2 separate regions of the Mus musculus genome follow, and region 1 is linked to region 2. Evidence: chromatin contacts called from public promoter capture Hi-C data. All regions are on one chromosome and are shown on one strand. The core of a region is the stretch at or near the end of the contact, and the rest is flanking DNA. Distances in the headings are between cores, read along the strand shown. Region 1 holds the start of Slc23a3 (solute carrier family 23 (nucleobase transporters), member 3). Region 2 overlaps Gm32275 (a long non-coding RNA gene).

Evidence for each region. Promoter capture Hi-C pulls out the DNA fragments that hold promoters and counts their contacts.
Region 1: a contact with region 2 is called in a promoter capture Hi-C map of hippocampal neurons, with 2.2 times the contacts expected there. The contact joins the promoter of Slc23a3 here to the enhancer-like site in region 2. A contact is called at or near these places in 5 of 39 promoter capture datasets (the 3T3-L1 cell line, cranial neural crest, embryonic stem cells and 2 more), 3 of 484 Hi-C or Micro-C datasets (CD4 T cells, cortical neurons and forebrain), 9 of 115 datasets of contacts at active chromatin or transcription factors (the NIH/3T3 cell line, astrocytes, bone marrow-derived macrophages and 5 more) and 3 of 9 other capture datasets (adipose tissue, liver and pancreatic islet).

The regions. Positions count from the first base shown.
Region 1 is chr1:75,131,974-75,135,862 of GRCm38.p6, reverse strand. It overlaps Slc23a3 (solute carrier family 23 (nucleobase transporters), member 3), which reads left to right and starts at 1,973. Exons shown (of 12, transcript NM_194333.3): 1 at 1,973-2,178; 2 at 2,305-2,462; 3 at 2,571-2,668; 4 at 2,836-2,912; 5 at 3,083-3,264; 6 at 3,591-3,711. The coding sequence starts at 2,008. It overlaps Cnppd1 (cyclin Pas1/PHO80 domain containing 1), which reads left to right. Exons shown (of 10, transcript NM_026977.3): 10 at 1-101.
Region 2 is chr1:74,823,518-74,827,473 of GRCm38.p6, reverse strand. It overlaps Gm32275 (a long non-coding RNA gene), which reads left to right. Exons shown (of 3, transcript XR_373533.3): 2 at 1,988-2,114. Among named protein-coding and RNA genes, the nearest start is that of n-TGgcc3, 8.7 kb to the right of the region's middle. Within about 2 kb of position 2,578, at least 46 of the 459 cell types and tissues checked have an H3K27ac peak or open chromatin away from gene starts, as enhancers often do. A contact at or near this core is called in cortical neurons, embryonic stem cells, forebrain and 1 more, where this site is marked.

The DNA.
Region 1 (3,889 bases), core at 724-3,223, 310 kb before region 2:
TCTCTTCACAGGCCTCTCTGGTTACCACTGCTTTGTATCTGGGTTTTTCACGCTTTTATAGAATTGAGGTTTCAATAAACAGTTTCTGTTGCATGGCCTGGCCTTTTCCTTCTGTAGCATTCTTTGTTGATCTCCTATCCCTCCTCTGCCTCCCAGGTCAGATGCACAGCCCTGTAATCACTATGTAGGCGTTTGCTCTGAGCTGCTTTAGAACTTCCTAATAGTTAGTGGTTCCTGTTTCAAGCTTTCCTGCATCCCTGCTGCTACTTCTTGGGGGCCCTGAAATTGCTGGATGTGACCTGCCATGGGGTACAAGTGGTGACTTTCCCAGGCCTGGGAAAGCCCTGTCTGTGTCATATATCCTGGGTGGGTACCAGCCTTGTGGATCCTTATGGTTCAAACCACACATCCAGTTGAGCTGGAATCCAAGCTCTGTTGACCTCTTCAGCAAGGTGACTTACGGAAGGAGCTGGTGCTGAAGAACCAGAGCTGAGTCATCACTGGAAGAACCATCTTTGGTGTATGTGGACCTGTCGCCGGCTGCTAAAGATCACCTAGGGAGTGTGGGGGCTGGGAATAAAGGTCTGTGGACTGGTGGAGCTGCAGCCCCCAAGGGGTCGTTGTAGAAATGTACTGACCTTTTGTCATAACCTTTGAGGTTTCTCCTGGCTTTTTTTTTTTTTCCCCCAGCCTGAGTGGGATGCTTAGATATCCTAAAGGGCTTAAAACCTCCTTTACTATGAACAATTCCCAAGACATCATCACATATATGAAAATCTGAGCCTGGAGGACCTGCTTTTGGAAATGGTCTCATGAGGTTTAGGCTAATCTGGTACTTGCAACTTGCTATCTGGTTACATCTGCCTTCAGAACGGCAGGATACAGGCATGTGCCACCAACCCTACCCAATCCTAATGTTATATTTTAAGTGTAAACACTTTTGTGCATTAAGAAAGAAAAAAGAAACCTGAGGCCTCAACCCAACACAAAGGTACCTAAGGAGTGCTTCGAGTGGGAGGGTTTGCCTTCCCCAGAGATAGCATCCTGATTGATCATCCGATATCAGATGGTCAGCTCTGAAACCATACATAGGAATAACTATACAAGCTGACAGGTTACATTTAGAAACATGTACATGTATATGTTCATGTAATAATGAAAAAGGCAATGAGTTTGAAAAATGAGATGGAGGGGCATACGGGAGGGTTTTTGAGGGAGGGAAGGGAAGGGAGAAATAATGTAATGATAATCTCAAAAATAATAGCCTCAGTTTGCAGGGAAATATAAAGTAAATAAATATACTTTGTTCAATGTTTTTCCAGAAGTTCACTCACTAGTATAGCAAACCAGGTCCACCAATGGCTATGACATCTGAGTTACCAGTAAAGTGTCATTATCGGCTGGCAATGTAGCTGTCACATCCACAGCATCCTATTTATGGGTGTGGGCAGCAGACCGTTCCATTGTCTTCTGATTTGTGCCCATTCACATTTTGTAATACACATTGCTGTCAAGTGCTCTTGCCTTACACCGAGTTCGTTATCTACGGTGGTCATTGTCATAAGGGATGAGGGCGTTCTACACACAGGTTTTGTTTTGAACTGACCTGGGGCATGTCTTGTTTGGCTGAAAAATATGTACCTAACTGAAGCGATGTTCAGTGTTGATGACAAGAGGTAGCTTGCACAATCTCCTCAGACTGTTTTGATAGATGTTCCCTAACCCTCATCTCCAGAGCCTGGTCTAGAAGCAGTGGATATAGATGAACATTCTTGAGGGAGGGGTCCAGGACTCAGCTGCTAGGTTAATGGCTGATGGAATTTGCACAAGAGCTGGGCAAAGGTGAAAGAGCCACGTCCTGCTCCCAAACCCTTATCCCTTCTCTCCGCTTCATTGACACCCCCGACTCCCCACCCACGTAGGCAGCTTACTCCACCCAAACTCTTGATCTCTTACTCCTTATTCAACTAGCCTGGGGCAGCCAAGACGCAATCAAGTCAGGGCAGCATGAGCCGATCACCTCTCCATCCCATTCCACTTCTATCTGAGGGCTACCAGGATACCCCTGCTCCCCTGCCACCACTGCTACCCCCTCTCCAGAATCCCTCCTCCCGTTCTTGGGCCTCTCGGGTGTGTGGGCCTTCCACCTGGGGGCTCAGCTGTCTTCTGGCTCTACAGGTAGGAGGTGGAGGCGGTAGGAGTTGGCACTATCTGAAGTGGCTATTTGGAGGGAGTTAGTGAGTCATGAGAAACCTACACATAGGTATTTCGAAAGCTCCTCCCTCTCCATTCCTCTATCTCCAGCATTTCCTGGTCTTGGCATCTTTGCTCTGGGCCTCCCACCTGCTGCTGCTTCATGGTCTTCCCCCAGGAGGGCTCTCATACCCACCCGCTCAGCTCCTGGCTTCCAGTTTCTTTTCATGTGGCCTGTCTACGGTCCTGCAGACTTGGATGGGCAGCAGGTGAGGGGAACTCCGTTGAGAGAGGGTGTAGTCTCTCAGGAAGAGATTTAGGGCAATCCTGTTGACTGCCACATGTTTCCAAACCTGCTGGGGCTGCTGTCCCTACAGGCTACCTCTAATCCAGGCTCCGTCCCTAGAGTTTCTTATCCCCGCACTGGTGCTGACAAACCAGAAGCTACCTCTGACGACCAAGACACCTGGAAATGGTTAGTACAAAGCAAAGGTGGGCTAGTGGCAGAGGTACACGGGGGCTGGAGGTTGGGTGGTCCTGGGCATTGTAGAGATTTTGGGGTTATGCCAGGCATCAGCTAGGACAGGAGAACACAGAGCCTCTGTTCCATCTACATCTTCTTTCTGTACCCCAAACTTCCAGCCTCCCTCTCACTGCCCCTGTGTAGTTTGACAAGAAGCTGCCATGGCCTGGAGCTCTGGAACACTTCTCTCCGAGAGGTGAGTGCCTGGGAGAAGACAGCAGAAGGACTGGATGGCCCCAGCCTGGAGAGGCTCTTGTTCCCATCATTAGATACTGATGCTAAGGGGAGGAGTTAGGCAGGGGCTTATCCTCGGAGATAGTTGATTGAGTGGAATTTCTTCATCTGTCCTCCTCTCTACTCCCTTAGGTGTCGGGGGCAGTGGTGGTGTCCGGGCTGCTGCAGGGCACTATAGGACTTCTAGGGGTGCCTGGCCGTGTGTTCCCCTACTGTGGGCCACTGGTGCTGGCTCCCAGCCTGGTTGTGGCAGGGCTTTCTGCCCACAAGGAGGTGGCCCAGTTCTGTTCTGCTCACTGGGGCCTGGCCTTGCTGTACGTGAGTCCTGAGAGGGGTGGGTGGTAGCCCAGTAGGTGTAGAGACTGAGGGAGGGCAGAGCTGCTCAGATTCCAGAGCCACCTGAGCAGGGATGACAGTTTTTGGATTTGGAATCCAAGGCTTTCCCTTAATTTATTCAGTCTCGCTGATATTCATAGTCACGTGGTATGATACCTCAGGGTACCTCCCTACCCCTTCCATGAGGCATTTCTGCCCTGGGACCTCCTTTTATGATATTCTGCACACTCACATGGTCATCATTCAGGAATCTGATGCTTCTGACCTGCAACTCTGATACTTCTGACTCCCTTCTCTTTCCTAGGCTCATCCTGCTCATGGTGGTATGCTCTCAGCACCTGGGTTCATGCCAGATACCCCTTTGCTCCTGGAGGCCATCTTCAACTTCAACTCACATTTGTATTCCCGTCTTCCGACTCCTTTCGGTAGGTAGGTGGGACTCTGGGCATAGTGATGTGCATGGCCAGGTGAGGTACATACTGGGAAGGTGGAGGCAGGAAAATTCAGGAGTTCAAGTTCTGCTACTTAGAAAGTTTCAGCCGGGGCTGGAAAGATGGCTCAGTGGTTAAGAGCACCGACTGTTCTTCCAAAGGTCCTGAGTTC
Region 2 (3,956 bases), core at 1,329-3,828:
CTCAGCTCTAGCCTATATCGAACTCCTAAAAGGTTTCAAATCAATGCCAGCTCCCATCATGAGATGAAAAGCCACATAACACGGTGTAAAACTGAAAATAAAAAGAAATGGAAATGGAAAATAGAAGGGGAAAAAATCAATAAACTAAAAATAGGTAAGTGCAAGTCATAACAGCAGGCTGGGCTGTAATCCCAGCACTCCGGAGGCAGAGGCAGGCGGATCTCTGTGAGTTCAAGGCCAGCCTGGGCTACAGAATGAGTTCCAGGACAACCAGGGCTACTTAGTGAGATCCTGTCTTGAAAACAGCAACAAATAATAATAATAATAGTAATAGAAAAGATAAAATCTCAATATAGATGTAAAAGATTTAAAACGGGTTCAATCATTTCTCAATTCAACAGGAAGAAATTTAAAATAATAGCTAAAAATCAAATTGAAAGTTTTTTTCTTTTGAGAAATATCAATAAACTGACAAACTTCTTGCAAAATATCTTGGTATGCTCTCTGTTGCTGTGATAGAGTACCTTGGCCAAAAGTAACTTGGGGAGCAAAGGGTTTGTTTGGTCTACAAGTCTGGATTACGGCGTCTTATGACAGGAAGTCAAGGCAGGAACCTAGAAGCAGGAGCTGAAGCAGAGGCCGGCCACTGAGGGTGCTGCTTTCTGGCTTGCTCCCCATAGCTCGCTCAGTTTGCTGGCTTACACCTCCCAGGCTCGCCTGCCCAGGAGTGACGCCACCCACAACAGGCTGGGCCGTTGGACAAAAACAAAACAAAACAAAGCAAACCCTAACCAGCACAGCACACTAGTCAGGAGAAATGGATGGGAGACTCAGATTTCTGATCTTAGAAATAAAAGATGCATTGCCCCAACAGAGTCTAAAAATCACCAACACTCTCTCAGCCACAGAAACCAGAGTTCAACTGTTAAAGAAACTGAATGTGTAGCTACAACCTTCCCATCAGGGACACCCTAAGCTCTGGTGGCTCTGACATTTAAAAGAAGAAATAGGGCCAACTCCTCAAATTCTTCCAGACAACTGGACATGGGTCATGTTAAATGTTCACCATCCAGGTCAGGACTTTCTCTTTTTAAGATTGGTTTTCACTTTATGTGTATGAGAAACCCACATGTGGATCAGTGTCCTGAGGTGCCTGGAATTACAGAGTTTTGAGCAGCCACATGCATGCTGGGCACCATATTAGGGTTCTGTGCAGGAGCAACACACTGATCTTAACCAATGGGGAGAATGGACTAAACCTCTGAAACTGTAAGCAAGCGCCAATTAAATGCTCTCTAGAAGGACAGTTGCCATGGTCTCTTCACAGCAGTAGAACACTATAAATGAATACAAAGTTTCTGGTGGAATCAACAGTCTCAAATGTGATGGCTGCACAACCAAATGTTCTAAACGGAACTGTATACTTATATGTAAGTTACAGAGTATGGGAGTTATGCCAATAAAGTTATTATTATTTAAACATCAGTAAATAACTTGTAATTAAACTAAACAAAACTTGTAATTAAAACAAAAAACAAACAAACAAACAAACCAGCTTGGCTTGGTGGTACATGACTTTAATCCTAACACTGGGAAACAGAGGAAGGCAAATCTGAGTTTGAGGCCAGCCTGGTTTACAGAGCTACAACGTGCTACACAGAGAAACCTTGTCTCAACACAACAAAACAAAACAAAATCAAAGGACATGGGGCCTCAGCACGGTTCAGCTGGTAAAAGCCTTCCTGCCAAGCTTGATGGTGATCCCTGAACCCACATGGTGAAAGGAGAAACCAGACCAAGTCCTCTAACCTAGAGAGAGAGAGAGAGAGAGAGAGAGAGATGTTTACAGAAATAAAAGGAAGAACATTCTAAAAAATCAAACACTTTTGATAGAAAGGTCCATAACGATAAAGCTCTTGCCTGTTTTTTCTTTTATTTATTTATTTGTTTGTTTGTTTGTTTGTTTACATCTGTGCCTGGGAGTCAGTTCATCCCTTCCATCCTGCTTCAATCATCAGACTTGGTTGCAAACGTCCTTCCCTGGATTCTCACCAGCCCTTGACTGCTCTATTGGCTGTTGTTAACTCCAACACCAAACAAAAGTCTCACAAATGGTAAGTAAAATTAAATAGTGACTGAAGGAATGCGTGCAAAAGCCCCCGTCAGGGAAGAGCACGGTTCACAGGTTCATCAGAGAAAAGAAAGCTCCCAGTGGGCACTGGGAAGACACTGGGAGTCTGCAACCAATTGTCTCAGTCTCCCTGCAGAGCCGTAGGAGCCACAGAAGGGTTTTAGAGAAGGTAGATCAGATTTACATTTGAAAAGAACGCTGACAGCTGGAGAAAGCCTGGAAAGATTAGGGCTTAAAAAGTTGGACTCTGCAACAAAGGAAAGTTAGTGACCTTGGAAAACTCAGTGCAGGTGGAGCCCGGGACTGACTGGAGGGGGCTGGAAAGCAAGTGTCGCAAACGGCATCTCTCTCTGCAAGGCCTCTTCTTCCGCCCTATGTCTCCAGGGAAACGGGCCCAAAATACACTTGGCTTAAAAAGTAACAAAGACATGTTCCTATGCATATTCACGCACAGCCGGCTCACCGCTCACCGGTCCATTCTGAGTCTGTTCAAGAATTGCTCACCCTGACAGAGGGAAAATTCATGCTCTCAGCTCCCACCAGATGCCTTCCATTGCTGAAGGAGAAAGGAGGACAAAGAAAGGCTGCACAGGACAGAAAACACAAAGTGTTCCCTGTGGCTTTACCAGGCCTCTCATTAGGTCCCTACAACCTAGAACCCAACCCTCGACACCTAAGACAGTGGGAAATTCTGGAATAAGGTGCTTGCCACGGGTGTGACTAAATGTCTGAACTCAGAACTGAAAAGATTGGTTTCTAGTTGAGTTTTCTCCAGCCATAGGCAAAACTATGGGCAAGCAATGTAACTTCTCTGAGTGTCCATCATCTCAAAAATGAAGAGAAAACACATGCCCTGACCTACTGACAGATGTAAGGAGGGGACAGACATGCAAGAAGAGATCTACATTCTGTGAGGCCAGAGCTCACCCAATTTCAATGAGCTCCTTAAGAAAAAGTGGTGGCGCACGCCTTTAATCCCAGCACTCGGGAGGCAGAGGCAGGCGGATTTCTGAGTTTGAGGCCAGCCTGGTCTACAAAGTGAGTTCCAGGACAGCCAGGGCTATACAGAGAAACCCTGTCTTGAAAAACCAAAAAAAAAAAAAAAAAAAAAAAAAGAAAAGAAAAGAAAAGAAAAAGAATATGAACACAGCCTTGGTCTACAAAGAAAGTTCCAGGAAAGCCAGGGCGACACAGAGAAGCCACCTTGGGGTGGGAGGATATAAGCACAAAAATACAAAAGTAGATACAAAATCTGAACGTTCACTTATACAAGAAAAATTTACACCCAAAGCCCCAGAGCTGAGGGTCAACATATAGGAAAACCACCACACAATCTTTGTTTAAAACAGGATCTGGCTGTCACTTGGGCCTCAACTCTCAGACCTCCCAAGCAGCTGGGACAACAGATGCACTCCACTGTACTGAGCTAAGCTGCACAGTCTTTAATCTTTTTTTAATATTTATTTTTATTTATGTGTACCTGTATCTGGGTGAGTATGAGCCACATGTGTGCAGACACCCATGGAAGCCAGAAGAGGGCACTGGACTGCATTTTTTGCAACCTACTTTTTTTTTTTTTTTTTTTTTTTTTTTTTTTTTTTTTTTGGTTTTTCAAGACAGGGTTTCTCTGTATAGGCCTGGCTCTCCTGGAACTCACTCTGTAGACCGGGCTGGCCTCGAACTCAAATCTGCCTGCCTCTGCCTCCCGAGTGCTGGGATTAAAGAAGTGCGTTACCACACCTGGCTGCAACCTACTTTTAATAAGGGTTCAACCTCTCCTCTAGCCCACTACCCAGCAGAGGTAGTGGAAGAGAAAAGTCATTAG